Linked DNA regions of Mustela erminea: region 1 is linked to region 2. The links are chromatin contacts, called in public Hi-C maps. All regions are on one chromosome and are shown on one strand. The core of a region is the stretch at or near the end of the contact, and the rest is flanking DNA. Distances in the headings are between cores, read along the strand shown.

The links. A called contact is a pair of places that touch in the nucleus more often than the background predicts.
Region 1: a contact with region 2 is called in a Hi-C map of spleen, with 2.2 times the contacts expected there. The contact joins the promoter of SEH1L here to the promoter of PSMG2 in region 2. A contact is called at or near these places in 2 of 3 Hi-C or Micro-C datasets (skeletal muscle and spleen).

The regions. Positions count from the first base shown.
Region 1 is chr13:60,903,149-60,909,845 of mMusErm1.Pri, reverse strand. It overlaps SEH1L (nucleoporin SEH1), which reads right to left and starts at 4,645. Exons shown (of 9, transcript XM_032311499.1): 1 at 4,379-4,645. The coding sequence starts at 4,489.
Region 2 is chr13:60,660,597-60,667,176 of mMusErm1.Pri, reverse strand. It overlaps PSMG2 (proteasome assembly chaperone 2), which reads right to left and starts at 3,799. Exons shown (of 8, transcript XM_032310346.1): 1 at 3,600-3,799. The coding sequence starts at 3,656. CEP76 (centrosomal protein of 76 kDa) reads left to right here and starts at 4,036. Exons shown (of 13, transcript XM_032310343.1): 1 at 4,036-4,300; 2 at 5,375-5,530; 3 at 6,572-6,580. The coding sequence starts at 4,238.

The DNA of each region.
Region 1 (6,697 bases), core at 3,396-5,895, 240 kb before region 2:
AAATTCTGAACCACTTGCTCCCAGGGAAAATACAAGGTTAAGATTCACAGAAGCTTGTGGTCACAAAATATTTGTCAACCAATCAATACATAACCTTGTTTTCTGTATGTACCTGTTAAAGACACCTTTTTAGTGTGTATCATTGATTCAATAACACTGAAAGCACAGCTAATAGCAACTCATGTCTGGGGCGCCTGGGTGGCTCCGTGGGTTAAAGCCTCTGCCTTCGGCTCTGGTCATGATCCCAGGGTCCTGGGATCGAGCCCCGCATCTGGCTCTCTGCTCAGCAGGGAGCCTGCTTCCCTTCCTCTCTCTGCCTGCCTCTCTGCCTACCTGTGATCTCTGTCTGTCAAATAAATAAATAAGATCTTGAAAAAAAAAAGCAACTCATGTCTGAATGAAGCTTTCCTAGCACATTTTCTTTGTAGGGCAATCACAGCCTTCTTGTACCTAGGCACACTAGTCAGCACTTCAGCATGACACCTGGGGACAATTTTAAACAGTGAAACCACCAACAAACAGCAAAAAATAAAAATGTGAAAAATGCAGCAAAAAATAGACAAGGAAAAGGACACTTGTTTACAGAATGACAGTCCAAATAAGAAGGCAGTATCACCCTGTTTAACCTCAGCAGGAAACATGCACATCAGGCAACTCCAATTTTTTGCTACTCTGTCCTCATGTCAGCAAGAAACTGTGAGTACTGGTTATGGGATTACAAATAAATTGTACAGAGTAGATAAATTCACAAATACGGAATTTGCTAATAGTGAAGACCAACTGTATATGAAACAAACAAAAGCAAAACACTGGCTCTTACTATCAAGAAAAAATATAGATGACAGGGGCTGCTGGTTGGCTCAGTTGGTTAAGTGTCTGCCTTCGGCTCAGGTCATGATCCCGGAGTCCTGGAATGGAGCCCCATGTTGGGCTCTCTGCTCAACAGAGAGTGTGCTTCTCCCTCTGCCCTTCACCCAACTCGTGCTCTATCTCTCTCTCACTCTGTCTCAAATAAATAAAGAAAATCTTTTAAAAAATAAAAATATACAAATATAGATTACAATAATGAGACAACATTTTAAGCTCCTAAAAAATGTAGTGATGGGGCGCCTGAGTGGCTTAGTCATTTAAGCAGCTGCCTTGGGCTCAGGTCATGATCTCAGGGTCCTCTCTGGAATCCACATGGGGCTCTCTGCTCGGTGGGGAGCCTGCTTCTCCCTCTCCCTGCCACTCAGCCTACCTGTGTGTGAGCGTGCTCTCCCTCTCTGTCAAATAAATAAAATCTTTTTAAAAAAATGATAAATTCCTCAAAAAACAAAAAATAGAACTACCACATGATCCAGCAATTCCACTTCTGGGTACATACACCCAAAAGAGCTGAAGGCAGGGTCTCAAGGAGGTATTTGTATACCCACATTCATAGCAGAATTATCCGCAATAGCAAATCATATAAGCAACCCAAGTACACTGACAGATGAATGACAAGCAAAATGCAGTATTTATAAGACACATTCAGCCTTAAAAGGAAAGGAAGCAGGGAAGAAATTTTGAAGAACTACATTTTGCCTATCATTCAGCCTTAAAAAGAAAGAAATATTTACAATACATACTCAACCTTAAAGAGGAAGAAAAAAAAATTTTTTTTAAGATTTTATTTATTTATCTGGTGCAGAGAGAGAGAGAGAGAGACAGAGTTCACAAGTAGTCAGAGAGACAGGCAGAGAGAGAGGGGGAAGCAGGCTCCCCATTGAGCAGAGAGCCCAATGTGGGGCTCGATCCCAGGACCCCGAGAGATCATGACCTGAGCCGAAGGCAGAGGCTTAACCCACTGAGTCACTCAGGCACCCCGAGGAAGAAAATTCTAACACAGGTTCCAACAGGTGCAAACTTCAAAGACCCTATGCTGTGAAATAAGCTAGTCACAAAACAGACAAATATTGTATGATTCCACTTATATGAAGTACCTAGAGTAGTCAAATTCATAGAAAGTAGAATGGGGATTGCTGGGGGTGATGATATGGAGAATGGGTACAGAGTTTCAGTTTTGCAAAATGAAAAGGTTCTGTGGATAGATGGTGGTGATAGTTGCACAAAAATATGAATGTACTTAATACTACTAAACCATACACTTAAACATGGTTACAATGGTAAATTTTATGTTATGTGTATTTCACCACAATTTAAATAAATAAAAGAAAAAAATGTTAATAATGCCTGACATGGATAATGATCCCATCAAATCAACACTCTGGCAGTATAAAATATATTGCAGAACCTTGGAAAAGGCAATCTGCCAATTATTCACAAAAGCTTTTAAAATATTCATACTTGAATGAGGTTAAGAAAATCATTCAAAACACACAAAAAGCTAAAGTGATGAACATTTTAACTGCAATAACACTTCTGACAGACAAAACCTACAAAATTGAAAGATTAATTAAGATTCAATAATAAGTGGATAAGGAAAAAATGCATGGCATATTCGGTTAAGAGACAACAATGCAATATTCGACAAGTGGATAGACAAAATGTGTACATATACAACAGAACATTCAATTTTTTTTTAAGATTTTATTTATTTATTTGACAGACAGAAAGCAGGGGGGAGCTGGAGAGGGAGAAGCGGTGAGCAGGGAGCCCCATGTGGTGTTGATCCCAGAAAGCTACAATCATGACCTGAGTCGAAGGCAGACACCTAACAACTGAGCCACCCAGGCACCCCATCAATCTTTTTTTTTTTTTAAGATTTTATTTATTTCTCAGAGACCGAGTGTGCTGGCACAAGCAGCAGGAGTGGCAAGCAGATAAAAGAGCAGGCTCCCCAGCTGAGTAAGGAGCCAACCTGGAAATTCAGTCCTGCCCCAGGACCAGGGATAATGATCTGAGCCCAAGGGGCAGACCCTCAATCTACTAAGCCACCCAGCCATTCCAATATTATTCAATCTTAATGAAATTCTGTACATGCTCTAAATATGGATGAACCTTGAAAACATCATGGTAACTTGTATGGTTACATTTATATGAGATACCCAGCATAGTCAAATTTATACAGAAAGGATTGGAAGTGACCAAGGAAGCGCTGGGGGCAGTGGGGAAGAAGTTACAGAGTAGAATTTTAGTTTAGGATGAAAAGGAAGTGTCAGAGATGAATAGTGGTGATGGCTGCACAACAATGGCAATGTTGTGCTTTATGCCAGTTAACTATAAAATACACTTGGAGATGGTCAGTTTAACACAATAAAAAAAAAATTCAGGTGACTTAAAACCTTTTAGGAATTACAATGCTATAGTTATTCCATGGATTTGACGATACGATTTTTCAAAAGGGAATATATGTATGTATGTATGTATGTATGTATTTTAGAGCGTGTTTCTGCGGACAGGGGAGGGGGTAATGGGAGGAGAGAAGCAGACCCTCGCCGAGCTCAGAGCCCCATGCAGGTCATCTGCCGACTCTGACTGAGATCAGGACCTGAGCTGAAATCAAGAATCCCACGCTCAACCAACTGAGCCACCCAGGCGCCCCAAAGCAGGTTGTTATTAATAACTATCTTTGAGGGATCGCTGGTATCAAACCTGTCGGTGAAAACTAGTAAAAACGGCCTTCAGATTTTCAGTTATTCTGGAGTCGTCGAGAATACAAACAATCCACACTCCAGCTTTCAACTTCAAAACTACTATCATTTACTGTATAATAATCTCTACAGCTCCTAAATCCCAAAATACCATCCTCTTATCCCAGAATTCCTGCTTGTCAGAGCCGTGTACATTCATTCACACGAACTCTAAGAAACAAACATGGATTTAGGTTTCTTCCACGGGGAAAAGAGATGAGTTTCCCGTCTCCCCAAGACAGGGACAAGGCACACAGCACTTGAGACAACACTGCAAACGGACTGCATGACAAGTCGCAAGGCCAGGTCCCCTGGCTGAACCAGTGTGGTAACAGCACAACCACCCCCAAACCCGCGCGGTCTGAAAAGCCCCTCACGCAGACAAGGCTGGGGTTCTCTCGGCTCTTGCCCACAAGGACTCAAGCCTGCGCGGGCTGGAACACGCGCGCTCCCAAGGCTCCCAGTGGCAGGAGCGCGCACGCGGCTACGACGCCCGCCCTCGCAGTCCGCGCAGGCGCAAAGCAGCGTGCTACCTCCCACCCCGAGAAGGGGGCGGCTATGACCCACAATGCTGAGGCAAGGCTGGCGGAGCAAACCCGCTGCCCGCCCGCCTTGGGCTCCAAACCTCGTGCCCAGCGGCACGCCTTAAAATCGGCGGGTAGTCCTCTTTCCAAGCGAGGCTCGCTCCGGTCTAATAGGGAGTCGTGCACGTTCTCCTTCCCCCCCTTTCTGGGCCCGGTCCCACCCCAAGGCTCCGCGCACACCTTGACGCTCTGGTCGCTGGAGCAGGTAGCCATCCGTCGCCCGTGGAAGTCGAAAGAGACATCATGGATGAGATCTTTATGGTCCGCCGGGATGTGGCGCGCCACAAACATGGCTTCCGTCAGGCCGCGCCTCCTCGATCTGCCCCTCCCACCACCAAAGAGGGCGGCCGCGGCGGCGCGGAGACTGCAGCCCACCAGGACCCCGCCGCCGACAGGGTGCGCACGGCGCGTGGCCCGCGCGCCCCGGAGCCGTGCATCCCGCCCCTTTACCCGTCATGCCCCGAGAGGCCGCGGGGAGGGCGACTGCGCCTGCGCGGCCTGAAAAAAGTACCACGGCGGTAAGGCCGTAGGAGACCGAGCTTTGCTGTGCTGTAATAAAGTTTAAAAGAATTAGTTGTTAAAGTATGATTATTGGGAAAAGTGAGAAAGTTAGAAAAACCATCCACAGCCGTGGGATTTGAGTCAGTATTGGTTAGTGTCTAAGCCCCAACCCAGACTCTGGCTCAGAGCAAGTGAAGACGGAGGGGCGCTTTTCCGGGACAATTAAAGGGCAAGGAAGGGTGGAAATATGTCTGAGGAGTCCAGACTCAGCCGAAACGTAAAGGCAGGAGGGATAGAGTTGAGAGGGAAAAACCGAGGGATTTTGGAGGTCGAAGAGCTGGTGTGAAGAAGAGAAAAGGTAAGGATCCAAAGTCACCAAAATGGTTTAAAGTTTACACAGAACAGGCTTTTGGTGTCAAGAACCAAGATACGGGCAATGGGAGACTAGAAGTTTCAAAAGTTCTTTATGAAGAAACTCAAGTCACCTAAAAAAAATAGCAGTATCCAAAACGAACTGGAAGTCTGAGATGTCTGGAGCCAGAGTTCTCAATAAAGAAATAAGTCAAACAAGCAAAACAAAAAAACCCTGGGAAGAGATCCCTGGAAAAGAGCCCTCAAATCAATGATTTTGTCAAAGCCCGGAAGTGGAGGAATACGGATTTTCTTGGCCTATCTGAAAGTAGAGCATTCCTATAAAACCTTTACTAAGATGAGATGGCAGAAAGGAAGAATCAATTACCGTAAGTTTACATGGAAATTTCTTAAGCCGTTTCGGACCCCCAAAATAAATACTTTGGGGCTTTTCTGATAGCACCTTAGGGTCACATCTTGTTAATGGATGCACAAAAATAAATCAACAGATGTTCACACACACAGTTCAAAGCTTTGGCAGTCTGACGTTCAGATGCTGTTTAGCTCCCAGGGAAGAAGCTCTGCATTCCCGCTGATGGCTCACGGTTACTGCTGCTTCTATGACAGCTAGCTGCAAAACAAACACTGGATCTTTCTGCAAAAGTAAAAAATCCCCTTTAAATTTTTTCGTTGTTAACAAAAACAGGTACTGATGTAGGTCTTGCATGAAAGCGAAGTGCTGTAACATGAACTTTCGAAAAGAGGAGCATGCCTCTATTCTGCAGAGAGTGTAGCGATTTAGGGTGTTTTGTTTATCAGGGATTCTAGAGGGCTTATGGTAAAATGAGGATGGGAAATGGTGGAATATTTGGAGAATGAAAATAGGGGAAAAAATCTCAAAAATAAGCCCGCAGAAAGGGTTTATATTTTGGATTATGGCCAGGAATGAGAAATGACAAGAATGTGGGGCATAATGAGATTAGCAGGCTAGAAAGTTTTCAAAATAATTAGTCCCAGCTGTCCTTCAATGGATTGCAGAGAAACCTGCAGAGGGAGGTGGAGAAATGACTTAGCCTTTCTGGAATTTTTTTTTTTTTTTTTTTTTTGCTTGCCTTTTCTTTTTTTCTTTTTTTTTTTTTTTAAACTAAAAATAGGGACGCCTGGGTGGCTCAGTTGGTTAAGCAGCTGCCTTCAGCTCAGGTCATGATCCCAGCGTCCTGGGATCGAGTCCCACATCGGGCTCCTTGCTTGGCAGGGAGCCTGCTTCTCTCTCTGCCTCTGCCTGCCATTCTGTCTGCCTGTGCTCGCTTGCTCTCTCTCTCTCTGACAAATAAATAAATAAAATCTTTAAAAATAAAATAAAGTAAAAATAATAAGATTTGGGGGCACCTGGGTGGTTCAGTCGGTAAAGCATCCTACTCTTGATTTTGGCTCAGATCATGATCTCAGGGTTGTGAGTTTGAGCTCCATGTTGGGCTCTACTCTGAGCATGGAGCCTGCTTGAGATTCTTCTCTTCCCCCACCACACCCCCTCTCTCAAAAATAAATAAATAAATAAATAAATAAGAAAGAAAAGAAAAAGTAAGATGTTACTGACAGTTTAACAGACTCCAAATCTGTGAGTTGCCAGTATGATTACTAATAACA
Region 2 (6,580 bases), core at 2,550-5,049:
TAATAAAAACACAAAAATGTTCATTAAGTCATTGAATTACCAGCATTTTTAAAAGTTTAAACAGAAGACACTAATCACAGGACTGCCTTTGGATGGTTATGCTCAGGTACGTCATAGCTGTGGAGACTCATTAGCTGCCACTGAGGTGTCAGCGGGGCTTCCTCTACTTTTGAGACTACTGATCTAACATTTGTGGAACACCTACCACATGTCTATCATTGCTCTAGGCACTAGGAACGCAGTAAGACAAACTGACAAAAGTTCCTGCCCTCGTAGAAGTTCCATTCAAGTGACGGAGTGGTTTAATGTAATAAAATAGTGAAATAGGGGCAGGCTTCCCTTTATTGAGCTTCACAGATAATGTGTGTGGTTTTTTTTTTTTTTTTTTTTTTTACAAATTGAAGGTTTGTGGCAACCCTCATTCAAGGAAGTCTATTAGCACCATTTTCCCAACAGCATTTGCTCACTTTGTGTCTGTTACATTTTGGTAAATCTCTCAATACTTCAAACTTTTTCACTATTATATTTGTTATTATTTGATCTGCAATCATTGACTGTGACTTACTGAAAGCTCAGATGATGGTCAGCATTCTGTAGCAATAAAGTATCTTAAAATTAAGGTATGCACATTGTATTTTTAGACTGAATGCTATTGCAAACTTAAGACTACAGTATAAAGGTAATTTTCACATGTACTGGGAAACCAAAAAATTCATTAGACTTGCTTTATTGCGGTATTCCACTGTACTGCTGTGGTTTGAAACCAAACCCCCGATATCTCTGAGGCATGTCTATATACAGTTGTAACTGCTATGGAGAAAAAATAAGTGAGAGTATTCGTATGTATGTGGTTGGTTGCAATTTTAAATAGGGTGATCAAGAAAAGAATTACTTTAGCTGACCAGTTAATTATGGACCTGAAAGATGTAAGGAAGACAGCCACAAAAAGACCAGGGAAAAGAACACTTCAAGCAGTGGGAAGGCAAGTGTAAAGTCCTCTTGGGTCATCTTTCCATCTGCTTTGTTAGTGCCTAAAGGTTGGGGTCAGCATTTTTTCACATTAAACACACATGGATATTTATCCTCATGACTTCAAAGAGTCCAACTGTCAAATCTCTATCTATAGCCCAAAATATTTATCCAAACTTCAGATCCTAATGTGTATCTCCACATGGGTATCTCATAGGCAATGCATATTCAACATGTACAAAACTAAACTTCTGCCTAAACTTGTCCTCACATTTTGTATTTTTGAAAAGAGCAACAATTACTCATTTAATTACCTAACTCAAGAAACTTCTTCCTTTTCTCTTACCAGCCACATCTAATACTCATCTGATTTTCATTGATTCTATTTCCAAAGTATCTCTTTAATGTAGCTCTTCTTTTGCATTCTTCTAGCAATTGCTTTTTTCCCCCTCCATCTTGTTTCTCTGGGTCCCTCAGGGTGATCTCCCACTTCTCATTGTTCTCATCTATTAATCTCCTGGTTTTCTCTTGTAATTCCCTTTCCTCTTCTCAAGGATTTTCCTACTTTAGTTAGACCCTCACTCTCCTGCATCATCCACCTTTTCTTCACTATTGGATTCTTCCCATCAGCATATACACACATGTTGTAATCTTTTCTTCTGAAATACCCTCCCTTTGATCCCACATATTCCCCTAGCTACCACCTCACTTCTTGGTGTCTCTTTGAACTCAAAATTCCTCAGCTGTCCACTAAAACATAAGCAGGAACTTTCTTTCTTTTTAAGATTTTATTCATTTATCTGAGAGAGACAAAGTAAGAGAGAGCGAGAGCATGAGAGAGGAGAAGGTCAGAGGGAGAAGCAGACTCCCCGCGGAGCTGGGAGCCCGATGTGGGACTCGATCCCAGGACTCTGGGATCATAACCTGAGCTGAAGGCAGTTGCTTAACCAACTGAGCCACCCAGGCAACCAGGAACTTTTTTTCTGAATTGATCAACAAATACGTACATATACAAGTCTCCATCCCTTCTTCCACTTATTCAAACTACTCCAATATGGCTTCCCTTCCTTCACCAGTCTATTGCTGTCAAGGTTACCACCAATAATTCTTTGGACATTACTTTCCCTACAAATCTTTCTCTTCTGCCAGGTATCTTACTAGCAGTCTCTGCAGAAGTCTGGACTCAAGGTCCACTGATATGGTTGCAGCCTATGAACAGGCAAGACCCTGATATCCTTACCTGAGAGAATGAGCCTAAGACCCCATGCAGGTTGTACCAGTTCTCAGAGCACGCCCACACCCCCTTCTCCTTGTCCTAAGATAACTTCCTGACATCAGGGACTCAATTTTGCCTCACTCTGATGTCAAGTCTCTACTCCAAAGTAAACATGGGAATATATAGTACTTACATGTTTCATCTCCTGCAAGGATACCTTTCCCTTTTGTGATAAATAAATATTTTTCAGGGAGATATTTTGAAATTACATAAAATTTCCCTTTTCAATACCTTATCATACACTAATTTTAATATTCATTCACATTTCTTGAATACACCATTAAGGTGAAAATTGCCCAAAAGTGATTACCATCACTTAAAAAACTGAGATATGACTGACATTAACATTTTTATCAGTCTTAGGTATATAACACAATTTGATACATGTATATATTGTGAAAAGATTACCACAATAGGTTTACTTAACATTAATCAACCAGATACAAATTTTTCTTGTAATGAGAACTTTTAAGATCTACTCTCTTAGCAAGGTTCAAATACACACAATACAGTATTGTTTAGTATAGACACCACGCCCTACAATTGACACCCAAGACTTATTTATAACTGGGGATTTGTACCTTTTCCCTGTCTTTATTTCATTTCAAGCAGCCCCTGTCCTCACCCGCCTCTGACAACCATCAATTTGTTCTCTGTGTCTATGAGGTTCCCCCCCTTGCCCCGCCCCCGGATTCCACACATAAAACTTTTAACAGGTCCTTGTGTCCCTCCCCCTCCCAATAAGTCCTAGGGTTCTTCTGTACCCTTTTCAAAGTACTATCCTTGCATTTATTGCCCTTACTGGTTTACGTGTGTTTCCAACTAGACTGCACACCTCCTGAGGACAAAGACCTAGTCTTATTTGATATTTTTACATTACACAATCTTTATTGAAACAGTGACGGAATATGGGCAATTTTAGGAGCAGTAAAACCGTTATGTTAGCTGCTGACGAGGATAACTTTTATTACCTCACTTGTAGTTTCCTAGTTAGTGACCAAGTGTTGCAAGCTTACGACTGGCTCTGCTACTAGCTGAAGAAAGATTTTCTAAGATATAATGAAAAGAAAATGGCCCGTACCTATGCACAACGTTACCTGAAACAACCAAACACATTACGTTTCACAGTCAACGAAGACTACAAGCCCCAGTCTCAGAAACGTATGGTGATAGCGCCGCATCCAGCGACCACCTGTCTGCAGTGCAGGCTGCAAACCTGAGACAGAAGCAAAGACCGCCCTCTGTCCCAGGGCTGGTGAAACACCTGGACTCGCGGTGGCGAGCCACCTCAGAAACCTCTCGAGGGGAAGCACTCCAAGCCCGGCACGCGGTGCTCGCGAAAGCGGGGACTCACCATTAGGAAGGTGTAGCCCGCGAGGTCGGGGACCGATTCTCCGCAGGGAACGAACATGGTCGCACAGATGTGGGAGAACCGGGCGAGCTCGGCGCCGGCAGAAACGAAGGTCCGGAAAAGCGAAACCGCGAACGCCGCGCCGCGCAGGTGCGTTGGAGTCCCCAGAGTCCCTAGCGACGGGGGCGGGGCGGGGCGGGGCGGGGTCCGCCGAGGCGCTCGGCGTGGGGTCCTAAAGGGTCCGTCCACATCTCTGCCCGTCCGCAGGGCGCAAAGGGCCCGCGACCGGAGGAAAGATGGGGACGGGCAGTGCCTGCGGAGACGCTGGCAGGGCAGGACGGTGGGGAGCGCTGAGCTCGCGGGTTGCGGACCCCCAGAGAGGGATGCGGCAGGCGGAGGCGATCAGGCAGGAAGGGGGGCAGCCCGAGCCCTGGTAGTCCGCGCCGTTTGAAAGCAACAGTTGAGCGCCGCCGCTGCTTCGGCTCCCACCCAGCCCCGGTCCTGACGCGGCGTCGCGCCCCCGCGGGAGCTGCGTGAGGCCAAGCAGGCGCGCCGGCTCTCCTCAGCCGCGACTGGCATTCCGGGGCTGGCTGGGGCGCGCCCGAAGCGGGGAGAAGCGCGGTGAGGTGCCGGCCCCAAAGATGTCGCTGCCTCCGGAGAAAGCCTCGGAGCTGAAGCAGCTCATCCACCAGCAGCTGAGCAAGGTGAGGGCCGCGGGCGCCGGGCCACCGGGGGCCTCTCTGGCCGCCTTTGGTCCTGAGCGCCCAGCCTGGCGTCCCGAGATCCGGTCGACGGCGGCGCATGTTTGCGTGGGACGCGAGCGCAGGCTCTGGGGCACAGAGCGCGGGCTGGACGGGGTCCGGGGTCGCAGCCCAGGGCTGCTTCCTAGCCTTGGTGAAAGAGAACAATGCGGACAGGTGCTGGTGAGAGTTTGAGGTGACGGAACGCGGCAGAGAGAGAGCACAGCTGTGCCGCCGGAGCATTCATCCTGCGGTTACTGGGTATCCGATCCAGTACAAGTTGTGTTTGGAGCAGGTGGATATTCAGAACTCAGCAATTAGAATTACTTTAAGGATGAAACTTGTGTCTTTGAAGTTGAACCAAATCAGCAGTTCTTAAGTCACGAAAGGGAAGTTACTAAAAGTCTTGTAATGAAAGTGTTTGTGATAGTGGGGAGTTCAAGGACATTGTTCAGGTGCTTGGCTGAATGCAGTAAGCTGAAGTAATAAAAGCTACCGTTCATTGTGCCCCTGTATGTAAGGCTTTGTGGTAAGTGTTTAGCATCTTTTACCTAAGCCTCACAGTAATCTGGGTAGGGCACTACTTTTTCCAGATTCATAAAGGGTAAAAAAGTTGACTCAGTGTCACCTCTAATAAGTTCAAGGCTGAAATTCATTCTCTTGATTTCCTGCTCCAAGTCTGTGGTCTCCTGATCATACTACCCTCTTTCAAAAGGTCTTTTTTTGTTGAGTGTTACTTGTGGGGAAAGGGTAACAAAGGTAGTACGTAAATAACCAGCAGAAATTATTTCTAGAATTTGTACCAAAAAAAAAAAATTCATCCTAAAATTTTTTTTCTTTTAAAAAGTCTTGCCTTTATTCTCATTGACTTCTAGTGACAATGTTACGTTTACTATTAGCTTGAGAAGCCTTCCTGAATTTTGTCTATCCACTTTCCCTCTTTTTTTTCCCCCCTTGGGTGTTTTAGAAAGAAATTAGTTAATTGGCAATGTTTGATGGCTTCATGAATGTAAATTGTAATGCGAGTTTTCCACATAGATGGATGTCCATGGCAGAATAAGGGAAATCCTCGCTGAGACAATAAGGGAAGAATTGGCACCAGATCAACAACAGTTATCAACAGAAGATTTGATCAAAGCCCTTAGACGTCGGGGAATCATTGATGATGTGATGAAAGAACTTAATTTTGTTACTGTGAGTAATCTGTTAAGGGAAAAATTTTGAGTTTGTTCCCATGCTTAGTGCTGCTTATAAGGTCCATATTTGGGGTTTCTTTTTAGTCAAATCACTTTAAAACAAGACCATTTTTGTTTAGTAATATCCTTACTTCAAGGATAAGCTAACTCTACCCTTGACTGTTGCAAGTAGGATTATTTATCAGAGAGATTGGAGTTACATACTATATTTTTCTCTCTAAAATGACAGAATTTTCTGTTGTTATTCTCTAGGTCTATAATTTTAAGTGTATATATTTCAGTTAAATTAGTTCACCATAACCCAGTTCTTTTTCACTAGTATTCTATAATTTTTTTTAAGATTAGGCATATTTTTAAAATAAACACATTCTTTTGGAAGTCCATTCTCTATGATCAACAAATTATCCATTTCTTTAAGAAAATAATTGTGTAAGAACCTTCAAATCTCTTTATACAAATAGGTCAGTAGTGGGATGATAGCCTCAGTGCACAAATTAGTAAGTAGGCCTTCTTTTGAAAATGAGGCAATAATGAGACACTGTGACCTAATAATGCCTGGGTAATATAATGTAAAAATTGGATGGACTACGTAATACACTGGGGAATAAGTATTTTAATACAGCCTCCTTTTTTGGTTTTTGAGGTTTATAAACCCATTTGTTTAAAAATTGACCCAGTAACAGCTTTTGCTGTGTGAATGTCATTCCCTTATTATAATCAGTTCATAATCATAAGCCAAATGTCATATTAGGCTTAGAAAAAGTTTAACCTTGTTTAAGATGTTAAGGATTTGTTTTTTGCGTTCTGTGGACATTGAAGACAGTTAAATTCCTTATTAGATTTTAGGTGTGACCAGTCACATCATCTTTTTTTTGCAGGCTTTTCATTATTTTAATTATGCTGAGAAAATAAGAGTTTCCTTGAGGGGGCTTTATCCTATCTATTTTTATTTACTTCTTAGTCCCATTGTTGACATTTCCTTGCTTAGCTTTAATTTTTGTTTTCTAATTTGTTTTCAATTTTTTTCCTGCTTTTCTAGGACAGTGTT